2 separate regions of the Gossypium arboreum genome follow, and region 2 is linked to region 1. The links are chromatin contacts, called in public Hi-C maps. All regions are on one chromosome and are shown on one strand. The core of a region is the stretch at or near the end of the contact, and the rest is flanking DNA. Distances in the headings are between cores, read along the strand shown. Region 1 holds the start of LOC108489154 (probable serine/threonine-protein kinase PBL1). Region 2 holds the start of LOC108465406 (non-specific lipid-transfer protein).

What was found. A called contact is a pair of places that touch in the nucleus more often than the background predicts.
Region 2: a Hi-C map of leaf shows a contact between it and region 1, with 4 times the contacts expected there. The contact joins the promoter of LOC108465406 here to the promoter of LOC108489154 in region 1. A contact is called at or near these places in 2 of 5 Hi-C or Micro-C datasets (both in leaf).

The regions. Positions count from the first base shown.
Region 1 is chr10:29,376,149-29,381,801 of ASM2569848v2, forward strand. It overlaps LOC108489154 (probable serine/threonine-protein kinase PBL1), which reads right to left and starts at 4,033. Exons shown (of 5, transcript XM_017793468.2): 1 at 3,742-4,033; 2 at 1,988-2,658; 3 at 1,581-1,838; 4 at 1,171-1,293; 5 at 142-1,007. The coding sequence starts at 2,614. The coding sequence ends at 375. LOC108489153 (B3 domain-containing transcription repressor VAL2-like) reads left to right here. Exons shown (of 13, transcript XM_053020214.1): 13 at 1-491.
Region 2 is chr10:29,797,508-29,803,501 of ASM2569848v2, forward strand. It overlaps LOC108465406 (non-specific lipid-transfer protein), which reads right to left and starts at 4,278. Exons shown (of 2, transcript XM_017765760.2): 1 at 3,829-4,278; 2 at 3,529-3,748. The coding sequence starts at 4,181. The coding sequence ends at 3,739.

The sequences.
Region 1 (5,653 bases), core at 2,783-5,282:
GTTTACTTGTACGCGTGTAAAAACACAAAACAGTTATATATATATATATATATTCATCATTTTAACGAATTGATAGTTGTAAGCTCATTGTGCTTTATGAAACTGACTTGAATGTAGTTAAGTGCAGATGATGCAAAAAAATTCATCGGAACTCGCATTCTGTATAGTAGACTGATATGAATGATTATGAACATATACATAACACTATATATTAGAGGGTCAGGCTTGCACTCTTATCTACAACAACAGCATCCTCCCCGTTTCCACATCTAGAAGGATCAAGACAGTGGAAGAACCACATTTATTATCTTCTCTATGTTGTGTTGAAAAAAAAAAGGGACAAAAAAAATGAACAAATGCATATATATAAACAATCAATATCCTTCTACGCTAGCCCTCCTAAGGGTTGCTGATGATGATCTTCTACTTTCTTGCCTCTCAGACTCCTCTAACGAGAGTGTCGAGGAACATGCTCGTGGTGGAAGTGCCAATGGCAGATTAGGTGGTCTTGTAGGAGAAACAGACATCCGGGCTCTTGATGGTGGAGACGGTGAGAAATTTGACCTGGGTGCAGGAGTAATGATGCCGTTGAGACTCGGTGACCTTGACATCTGTTTTCCAGCAATTGCTGCTGGATCTTGCAGAGGAAACCGACAAGAGTATTTCAGGTCTTGGATGATTTTGAGATGCTCAACGATGGTTCTCATGGTTGGCCTCTCTGATGGGTCCATCTGGAGACACCTTTGTGCAATGTCAGCCACAGTACGGGCAGCTTTCATAGGAAAGCGACCTTTGAGCTGAGGATCCATGATAAGTGACAATCTACAATCGTCGGCTAGGAATGGCCGGCTCCACTTCACTAGGTTCCTCTCTTCCTTGGGATGACGGTTGTCAAGGTTCTTCCGGCCAGTGAGTAATTCAAGTAGAATGATCCCAAAACTCCAAACATTGCTCTTTGGAGTTAGTCGCCCTCTCTCCAGAGTCTCTACGGATATATTTGCCACAGCCTGTGTAGAGAGAGAATAAGTTCCCAACAACCCAAAGAGGAAAATTTATGTAGAGAGTTACAATGAAAATCTAGACAACTTAGTGCACCACAGTTTGTGGTTTAAAGCAACAATAATTATAGATCAAATACTTAAAGATCAATTACATGGCAAAGTAACTTACAACTGAATTACTGGAGATCTCTTCTGTCTCTGGGATATGACCAACGCACCCATATCCTGAGAGCTTTGCACTGAAATCCTTGTCGATCTGTATGTTGGCAGTCGAAAATTCATTGTACATTGCCTGCATATAATAGAACCTTTTAAGTATTTATGCATTTATAAAACCAGAATAGTACTTAGAAAGTAAAAGCAAATTCCCAAAAGTTACTGATTGACATAAACTAATGTAGCAAGAACGGGAATTGACCCATAATATCCAGAGAGGGCTAATCAATAAGAGACCTTATTTCAAACAGAATAGTCATCTCCGTTAAACATGATCAAAGCTCAATCCAAACATGCAAATGACACAGGTCATTCAGTTTTATCATCTGAAAATATAGACGCACATAGAAATTTGAACCATACCTGAAATGGTCCTTCCTCATGCAAGAAAGTCAGACCCTGTGCAGAACATAAAGCAATTTTCATGCGAGTATTCCAATCAAGTGGCGGTCCATCCGATCTCCCATATAAAAGCCGGTCTAAGCTTCCATGAAATAACCTCTCATAGACCAACATTCGTTGTTCTGAATTATCACGTGCATGGTATCCAAGCAATTTACAGAGATTTGGATGTTGCAATGATGCAAGAGTGTTTACTTCATTTATAAATTCCCTTAAACCCTACAGGAAAAGAAATAAAGCAGTGAGACTCTATAAAGCGATACCTTCAAACATTTCCAATATTAAGGGAAAGGCAACAACAAAATAGCTTACCATTTAAGGATCACAAAAATCATGCGAAAAAAATTTCATTCGTATAAATTTTGTACCTGAGTGGATGGGTGAAGGCGAGTAACAGTAGCTTCAAACTTCTTTGTACTTGATGTGTCATCTCCGAAGGATGCCTTGTACATAACAGAAGATAGACCCTCAGATGTGCATCGATCGGAAGAGAAATGATGGCAAGCAGCTGCAATTTCTTCATAGGCGAAGTTACGTAGTGTTCCAGAGGGAGGCAGGGGTAATGGTCCCGAAGCAAAAAGAGGGCCACTAACATTCCCTGCTTTAAAACTTCCCATTGTCTTCAGTGCAGTACTGTGGGGAGATGGAAGTGGAAGAGGCTGTGGACTTGATGACTTCTGTTCCTTGACTAAACCAACACGACTCTTCGACTCTTCTTGTTCTTCAAATTCAACTGACGCAAGCTCATCTTGCTCGGCAGCATCAAGACTTGATGGAGCAGATAATGCACGTGTCCTATAGCAGCTTGCCTTGTTATTAGATTGAATTGGTTTTACTCTGGTTATAAAACTTGGGGGTGCAGATTGCAGTGATCGGGTCTGAATTTGGGGCTCAGGCAGCATGGTAGGAATATGCTCTTTATGAGCAATGTGTTTTACAAAAACTGACTGCTTGGGCTTTTTCTTGTTGCTTCTCAAAACTGTAAAACACCCCATCTTATATACAAACAACCTAAATCGTATTTCGGACTTTTATGTTTCTGCAAGAGGACAAAGAAGAAAGCACACAAATCAACAGAAGCTTTGAATCGGCTAGAACATAAATAATGCAAAAATCTACTCATCGCAACATAGGAACAAGGTGCAAAAAGGACAAAAGAGGACCGGGGTATCATTTTTGTCTTGTAATATCAGATAAACAATCCATACCACCAACAATATTAATTATCTCAAATCTTCATTGCCTAAACTACAATATTCCAGCCATTGGACGTCTCATTATGATGAAACGAAGGACTGCATATATTGAATAAAAGTTGCATAAAGTGGTTAAGATAAAATCATATGTAAGAAAACATGTTCAAACAGATATCTACACAAAGATCGCATTGTAATTTACATCAATTCCTTCCCCCAAACAAAAACCCCTTCCCTTATCTTCAATTTAGTAATCGCAAAGATTATATGGCAGATGAATAAAAGCCCACCTAGCAAAACCTAGCTCAAACAAAAGTGTCCGGTGCCCAGAGTTCAAATCTTTTATAAACAATTACAACAAACGTCAACATGGGTCAAGAGATCAAATTCCATAAACTCTAAAATAATTCAGTGAATATGCTGACGAGCCGGTTATAACTTTCAAGTGCATATTTAGTAATAAATTATCACCATGGATGCATAAAAAGAGAGGGGAAAAAAAAAAGAAACACCAAACACATGCACAATGCAAACTAGAGATTTGCAGGGGAAGTTCATTTTCTTTTAACAAAAAGAAAAAAGTCATTTGTTCAGCAAACCATTTCATGGTCCAAATCAGCATAGACACAATTATGCAAACATAATTTAAAAAAAAAAAAAGAAGAAAATTCGTCAACCAGCATCTGGGTTTACAAAATTCAACCACAGATCCAAAATAATCCAAAACCGAAAATAGGAAAAAAAAACCATAAATTGCACATCCACTAATCCACTATTAAGAATATTCTTATCTGCATGACTAATATAAAAGAATTGAAATAATTCTAGCGAAAACACAACTTTCAAACAAAACACACCCAGAAATCATTAACGAAATTTCAATGGTTTTCAGCAGAAAAAAAATTAAAAAAGGGTGAGAATCAAACCTATGAAAGCAGGTCATGCAAAGGTGAAAGAGAGTAGGAAAACAGAGAAAGCTGAAAACCCAGAATCCCTTGTTTGGTTAGTTTGAGGAGAACAACTTTGCAAGTCAAAGAAAGGTAATGGAGAGAAAAGTTGTTCACTGTGATAGAGGTTTTGAGAGGAAAAAAAAAAGTAGGCAAAAGATGAGTAGAATATTATTATTATTATTAGGAAGAAGAAATTCTTTTTTTTTTTTAAATTGAATAGAGAGAAAAAGACAGCAGCAATGGTCAAACCAACCAAAACCCGGATGTTAATTAACAGTTAATATTTTATTTTAAAATTTCTTTCAACAAGAAATACACGCCTTCTCAATTTTTGTACTTTGACACTTTTATCCTTCTCTTTACCACAAAATTTCCAAGCATATTTGTTGTGGGATTCTCATTCGTTTGACCATTGAAAAAAGAAGTGTTTTGAGAATGAAAGCGAAAGTAAATAAGATTATGTTAGTTAGGTAAGGGAGGGAAAATGTAGAAAGAACGGTGGGTAAAAGGGTAAAATGAAGAGTGCAGCAGCTAGATTTTCAACGAAGGAGCCCATCGATTGATGTGACTGGACAGTCAAAGTTTAGAAAATTAGTTCCTTTTTATATTGATAAAAAAAAGAGGGGTGTGGTCAAAGTGACCTTTCAAGATAGGCATTTAACTATCAACTGTGACCGTCCGATTCATTGTGGGTTTCAAAGATCTTTTCTTTTGAATACAAATAAAGGCTATGTGGGACCCTACCACTTTGTCCTTTGCTTTGCCTAACCTGGTGGCTGCACACGCGCCCCAAAACAAAATCCTGCTGGGTCGAACCTGGGCCCGCTTTCACTGCTACTCTTGGATTTTTTTAACATTAGCCCAATTTGGCTTCCGGTTGGATCCATGCCTCATCCTCTTCTCCCAAGCTATAAATTTCACAATTATTATTTAAAAAACTATTTATTAGTAAGTTTGTGTTTTAGTCATTTAACTTTAAAAAGTTACAGAATGGTCATTGAATTATTCAAAGTTCTCATTTAAGTTTGTTTGGACTGTCTGCACCAATTGAAAGCTCTTTTTCTTCTCTTTTTTTTTCTACAATTTAGTTTTTTTTTATGAAACAACTTTAAATGGCACGAATATACAAATCAAAATCCAAACAGCTTTCTTCTCCGATTTTTGACATTGATTGTCAGATCAACTTGCACTTGTCAATGAGTACTAACTAATCTATCATACTAATTGTCAAATCTTCACTTAAAGTTCACTAGTCAGATTTAAAAAAAAAAAAACCTTAACAACTCAATGACTTAAATAAAAACTTTTGGATAGCTCACTGACCATTTTGTAACTTTTTAAAGTTTGTGACCAAAAACGTAAAGTAACTAATAGTTTTGCGATCTTGGGTGTAGTTTATCCTAGGTTAAATGCTCAAATTGTGGGTCAAACTTTTGTTCCAATAAGAACCGAACCTTTTCAAATGTGCTTGAATGAGGGTAAACTTTTAAAAATGGTCAAATAAATACCAAACCTTTTCAAAAGTGTTCAAATAAAGGCTTTAAAACAGTTTATATTTTTTCATATTTTGTATTTTCTTTTATTTTATTTTTGAGTAATATATAATTCAGTTGTCATGTGTTCCATTTTAAACACATTAGCATCCATCTAATTTTTCCCACAAACTAAGGTTTAGTGCGTAAAAAACCTTTATTTGAGTATTTTCATAGAGATTTAGCCTTTATATGACCATTTTAAAATATTTGACCTTTATATGAGTAACCCTAAAAAGTTATGCCTTAATTTGAGCATTTAGCAAAAAAAATTAATAATAGTGTATATAATTATATTTATTTTAAAATTTGTTTTATATGTATATAATATACACAACACCACATTTGCCCAACAA
Region 2 (5,994 bases), core at 3,028-5,527, 420 kb after region 1:
TAATGTTCCAAATAAATAAAAGAAAAGCCAAGGAAATAATAATAATAACATTTTCTTTAAATAATTTACTAGTGCAATAAAAATAATATATATTTGATCAATTAAAATAGAATATATATAGTACAAAGCATAACTAACTGATAACATAAATATATTTAGATTTAAATCAAAATTTTTTGAAGAGAACCAATACATGATGAGATTTAAACTCACAAATAACATTTGCAAATGGTGGGACTCAAAGTCTAATAATAATATGTTTCAGATCATGTATATTTTAACGTCATTTTATATTTATATTAAATGAATGTAATGCGTATATTAGCATAAATATATTAAATTTCTAGATTTATTAAAATTCCAACTAAATAGAGTAGATCCACAAATTTAAAAAATGATTATGGATTTTGAAATATAAATCTAAAATTTAAAATGTAAAATCTGAAACCCTCGTAAATGTTTTCCAAAGTAAGGCGGGGGATAAATGGTAGGGAAGAAGGTGGGTAGATAGATGTACAGTTTATTCATAACTTCGTTTTTATTAGTCGACTTACAGTTTCATAAAAAGTATCCGTGCAAGGCATGTTCAAGTGCTGTACTAGCATACCACTGCTATAAAGAAACACATACAACAACACCAAAAATTTATCCCAAAATACATGAAATAAATGACTCCTATGGGTGCCAATTTTAACTAGTGCGTCTGGGATTGTATTAGCTTCTCTGAGTCCATGTGAAAAAAATTTAATGTTATTGTTATATTTCCATCTCAATACGTGGCAAGACATGAAGCAATATGCAAACAACTCTCCATTGGAAGCGGTTTGCGTATGACTCTTCGTTAAGAACCATTCGTAGCGATCCTTCGCTTAGGATTGCTCACAAATGACCTCCCATGAACCCTATCTAAACTACCTAGAGATAGCCCGTTACGCACCTCTGTGAGGACCACTAAAGCGTAATAGCCTCGTACAACCCCAAAGACAAGAATGTTAGAGTAGGATCACACAATACACTATATAATGACAATTGACCTATGACGGCCTTGTCACTTGGCTGGCACGCACAATCTTGTAGGACACAACATTGTCAGTTACGCGACACTACAGGACAAGGGGTGATCCCCTATGTAAGCTCTGGTGCATGAGGAACCAAGCATCGACTCTTTCTCCCTTGAAAACCTAGACAACAACTGTAGCTCTCTCGCTCTCTCCCTCCTTAACTTATCCTATCATAGGTGAATCGAGACTCTTCTCCTCCACCCTTTCCTCGTTGGTTACTTGTAGCAAAAAAATTAATTTCACCGAGAATGTTGGAGAGATCCCATCGTCTAAGTGTGTTGTTAGAGCAAAGCTCGATGGAAAATTTGGAGTCAGATTTTAGAATCAACCCTTTAAAATCCATTACACTGTAATGGTAAATTTTTACAGTTACATTAACAATAATTATTCTAAATTTACTCATCTATTTATACTTATATTAAGCCTTATTTGAGTTGGTGTCACGAGTCAACCGGCTACTAACTCTATTGAGAATTTACTAAATAGTTTTAATATAAAATCAAAAAAAAAAATAATAAGAGAGTATTTTTTGCCTTTTCATATTTTTAAATAAAAAATACTATAATAAAATTGAAACTTAAGTTTAAAATTTCGACTTAATTATTTCAACCAAAACATCACTTAATTTTAAAATAACATTTTGTATAAAATGTGTTTAGATTCTAAGATAATGAAATTATGATGAGACTTATACGATAAATCTCTATTACAAACAATCGCTATCTCTTCAAATGATATTCAAATTGGTATGCACATTCCTAATCGGGGAGCATTAATGATAATTTAGTAAAATAAATTATCTCATTAGCATATAGTTTATTATAAAATTATTGTGTAAAATAAACAATTCACCAACTTAAGAATTTATATATTTAGAATTATGTGTTTATAAAAATACAAAAATTATATATTAATGTTGTTAGAATTATATTAGATGAATCGATTGAATTTAAATTTAAAAGTTTAATCAATGATATGTAACTAAGAATTATTAAAACCGTTTTAAACTAATATAAACTTTGAAAATTCAGAACTAATAAAATAGATTCTAATTATATTTATTTAAAAATGTTTCTTTCTTATTTCAGATTACATTATGACAAACCCATGTATTGTATTAATCTTAATTATGAGTATCATATTGTGAATGGTAAATTAGGTGCAACATAGAAATTTTATTGTAAGGAGTGAATCTCATTATTTTGATTTAGAAACATAAATGTTGAGTTACTCAAATATCAAACTTTACTGTTATGGGATTAGAATTTAAATAAATCGTGTGGTTTTAAGTGATTTCTTTTCGTTAAATTTGTCTAAGTCAACCTAATCCTCGAAAAGTGATATTTTTTCTAAAAATTCTCTATGTTAGCAAAAAATATTGTGGAAGTAACTTGAAATGAAAGAGCAATAAGAGAATTGAAAAGATATAAGAAAACGATGTATACAAGGTGTTTGAGTAAATACTCTCAATAAATTCTTTAACTCAAGAAGGAATGAAGTACAATTAGTGGTGAAACTAAGAGGGCTGGCAGGGACCTCCCTTCTAAAATAGAAAAAAATTCATTTATATCCCTTTATAATTTATAAAATTTAAAATTAATAATGGTAAAATTTCACTTTCCCCATCATAAAAATTTGATTTAATTCTTTAAAATTATAAAGATAACTATTAAAATAGTGAAATTATATTTTTACTATTGTAAAAATATACAATTTAATTCTATCCCAAAAAAATATTTTTGGCTTTGTTCATGAGTACAATGAGATGATTACAAATGAAGGAGGTCTCTATTTATAGTAGAGCTCTCCTAGATCCAATGATACAGATTAAATTATATCAACGACTGATATTAGTGCTTATTTATAAGATGAGAGTCCTATGAGATTTAAACTCTATACATTTTTATCCCTTAGGCTTTACATTAATTACTCTGATAACTCTAATTTTACTGGAGAGTTTCACTGAACCTCCAAAGGTTTAAGTAGATAGACTTTTCCATGTGTTCCACTAGTCAGGCAAGCTCAAGTGGATCAAATAATAAATCTCGTTTAATCAGTTAATCTTCGTAAGACGTTTTGTGCGTAATGATCATGAACTTTGAACTTTGATCCGTGTTTCAACATGATCAGATGAATAATCTCTCTTAATTGTATTTCTAATATTTTCATTTAAAAAGAAATGTCTCCAAAGGAGTAGTCCACTTTAAAGATTTAAAGTAAATTAAGAATGAGCCCAAAATTTTTCAATTAAAAATATGTCGATATATATAGCAAGTTGTATAACCTTTCAATTACAAAACAGATTGCAATGGGAATTGCATCCGGTACATGCAACTAAAGAACAGAACCGGTGCATAAATTGATTTAATTAAACTTAGGGTTGAGTAATCATGATTTTCATTATTATTAGACCACGTGAATGTTGATATAAAATGCTTGAGAGAAGGGTATATAGATAAATATCATATAGAAGAAACACAAAATAATGAGTGATATTAATTTGTAGATAAAGATAGTATTACATAGTCGCAAAAAGCGACCTAGTACACAACGCACAACTCTAAAATTAGGATAACTCCTCTGCTATCCCTACGGATGGATTTTAGACATCCATTTTTATTCTGTAGCTATCATTATTTTGGCTTCCACTAGCTGATGAACATTCCATGCCAAAATTTCACTTGACGCTGCAAATGAAACAACAAAAGACACACCATTAAATGTTGAGCAATTAATAAGCATGAGCAATGAAACAACTCATACGAACCTGTTGCAGTCAGTGCTAGGGCTGATCTTGTAAGGGATGTTGACACCGCACTTGCCTGGTAGTCCGCTTGCAAGGCCAAAGTTGATGCCACGAATGCCGGTGGCCGCACTTTTGATGCATTTGCAAGCTGCTTGCCGGTCTGGTGTTGTTTGGGCGGCGGAGTTGAGAGATTTGATGCCGCTGCAGCAACCTGGGGGAATAGCACCAGCACCAGTCCCTCTCAAGTAACTAATGCAGGGTGCGAGGGAGCTTGTGACTTGACCACAGGTTACGGCCCCTTGAGCCAGGGGTGCACCCACCACCATGCACAACACCACCACACATGCAAGCTTAAGGGACATTGAGCTAGCCATATCGATTAATCACAAGAAAAGGAAAATGCTTGCTTGGAGTAGAAGTACTATTGCTGATTGTCGTGGTTAGGGCTTGAGCGTAGGAGGGTTTTTATAGCCAAAAGTTGAGTGAAGGGATATGAAAAGAACTGAGAAACACGTACGAATAGTATATGGTTAGGCGTTGGTAGTTGGCCCAATTCAATGCCAAGGTTTCTTTCTTTCTTTTTCATGTTTCAGCTTATGGTTGAGTGTGTTTAATGCTTTGAAAAAGGTTTGTATCTACCACTTTCATCTTCATCACTAATGCTGAACTACTCCGCTGATTAATGCATCGTATTAGTCTTAGTGTTTCCGGTTTTCTGATATTGGTGGCTTTACCAATCAAAGATGCTATCAAATATAGTTTGCCTTAATTCAATCTTTCATTACTCACTTTATTTTTGCCAAATACTAAATACGTATGCTTTCTATTGTTTTTCGAAAAAAGAAATTTTATTCATAAACTTTCTATATATAAATATATGTTTTTTAAAGTTTATAAATACAGAAAAATTAAAATATAAATATAGGTAAAAGTAACTATTAAGTGTAGAATTAAACAATTATATCATTTAAATAGACTAAAAATTAAGACAAAAATCAATCTATTACATAAAATATAAATTATAAACAGAAACAATGTAAGTTATAATATAATTAATCAAACTAAAACCAACACATAACAATTAATAATAGGACTTTAAAACCCATACATTCAACTGTGTACGGTGGGTCTTGAATATGGTTACTCAAAGCCTATAGCTTCCACTTTTACCTACCATGTCAAGGCTTTATTTACAATTTTTTCTAACCATGTATTTTTCATATAAATTTATGTATATATTTTTTGCATAAAAAATCCCCAAGACGTTAATTACTTCTATATAATGTAGCGGTTAACTCCTCAAACAAAAATTGCTCAACATCAATGCATGTATAGATCAATTTTACATATCAAAGACCAATATCATCCTTTTTTTTTAATAAACAAAACAATATGTTGTGATTCTAGCAGGATTTAGGCTTAGCTATTGTTCCTAAGTCTTCCTGCAAAAGGTTTCACAGTGAGAGGATAAAAAAAAAGTTGAACTTGTCTTGGTTTGCCTCATAATGATTGAAGCATAGACAAGTTGTCTAATTTCTACCTAATTGCCACGTGAACTCACATGATTTTACGTTCCTTTTTCTTGGCTCAAGGGAATGAATTTCACATGATTCAGTAACATATTTCTTAGATATGGTCAACATATATACATGTGTAAGTGCAGTATTTTCTAGTTTTGTTGTTAACCGGAAAAAAAAAACAGAAGACGAAAATATGAGACTAACGGTTTTCCTTAAAAAAAAAGATTATAAATGTTAATTTAATATACGACATAATAATATAATACAATATATTTAAATGTATAACTCCTCATCCTAGACATTATCAGTTATTTGATTTTTTAACAAAAGGTTGAGCTTTTTATTAGGTTTTATTTGATTTTCATTTATTAAATATATTTTTTATTTTTAATATTTTTAGTTATTATTAATTTTTGTTGGAAATTGTACTGACTTGTTTGAACAACAATTAGAACAAGCTTTTTGGAGCAATCAACATTTTTGGGTGTTGGCATGTTTGACTTTTAATGGCTTATGTTCTAATATTAGTTAACAACAAATGATAAGAGAATTTCATGGTAAATTAGAATATGATTATCATCCATTTGATTAGCCTGGGAAGGAGAGGAGTTCGAAATTTGGTGGGCACTTATCCTTATCCTTACCTTTTAGAGTGTTTGAAGCTATT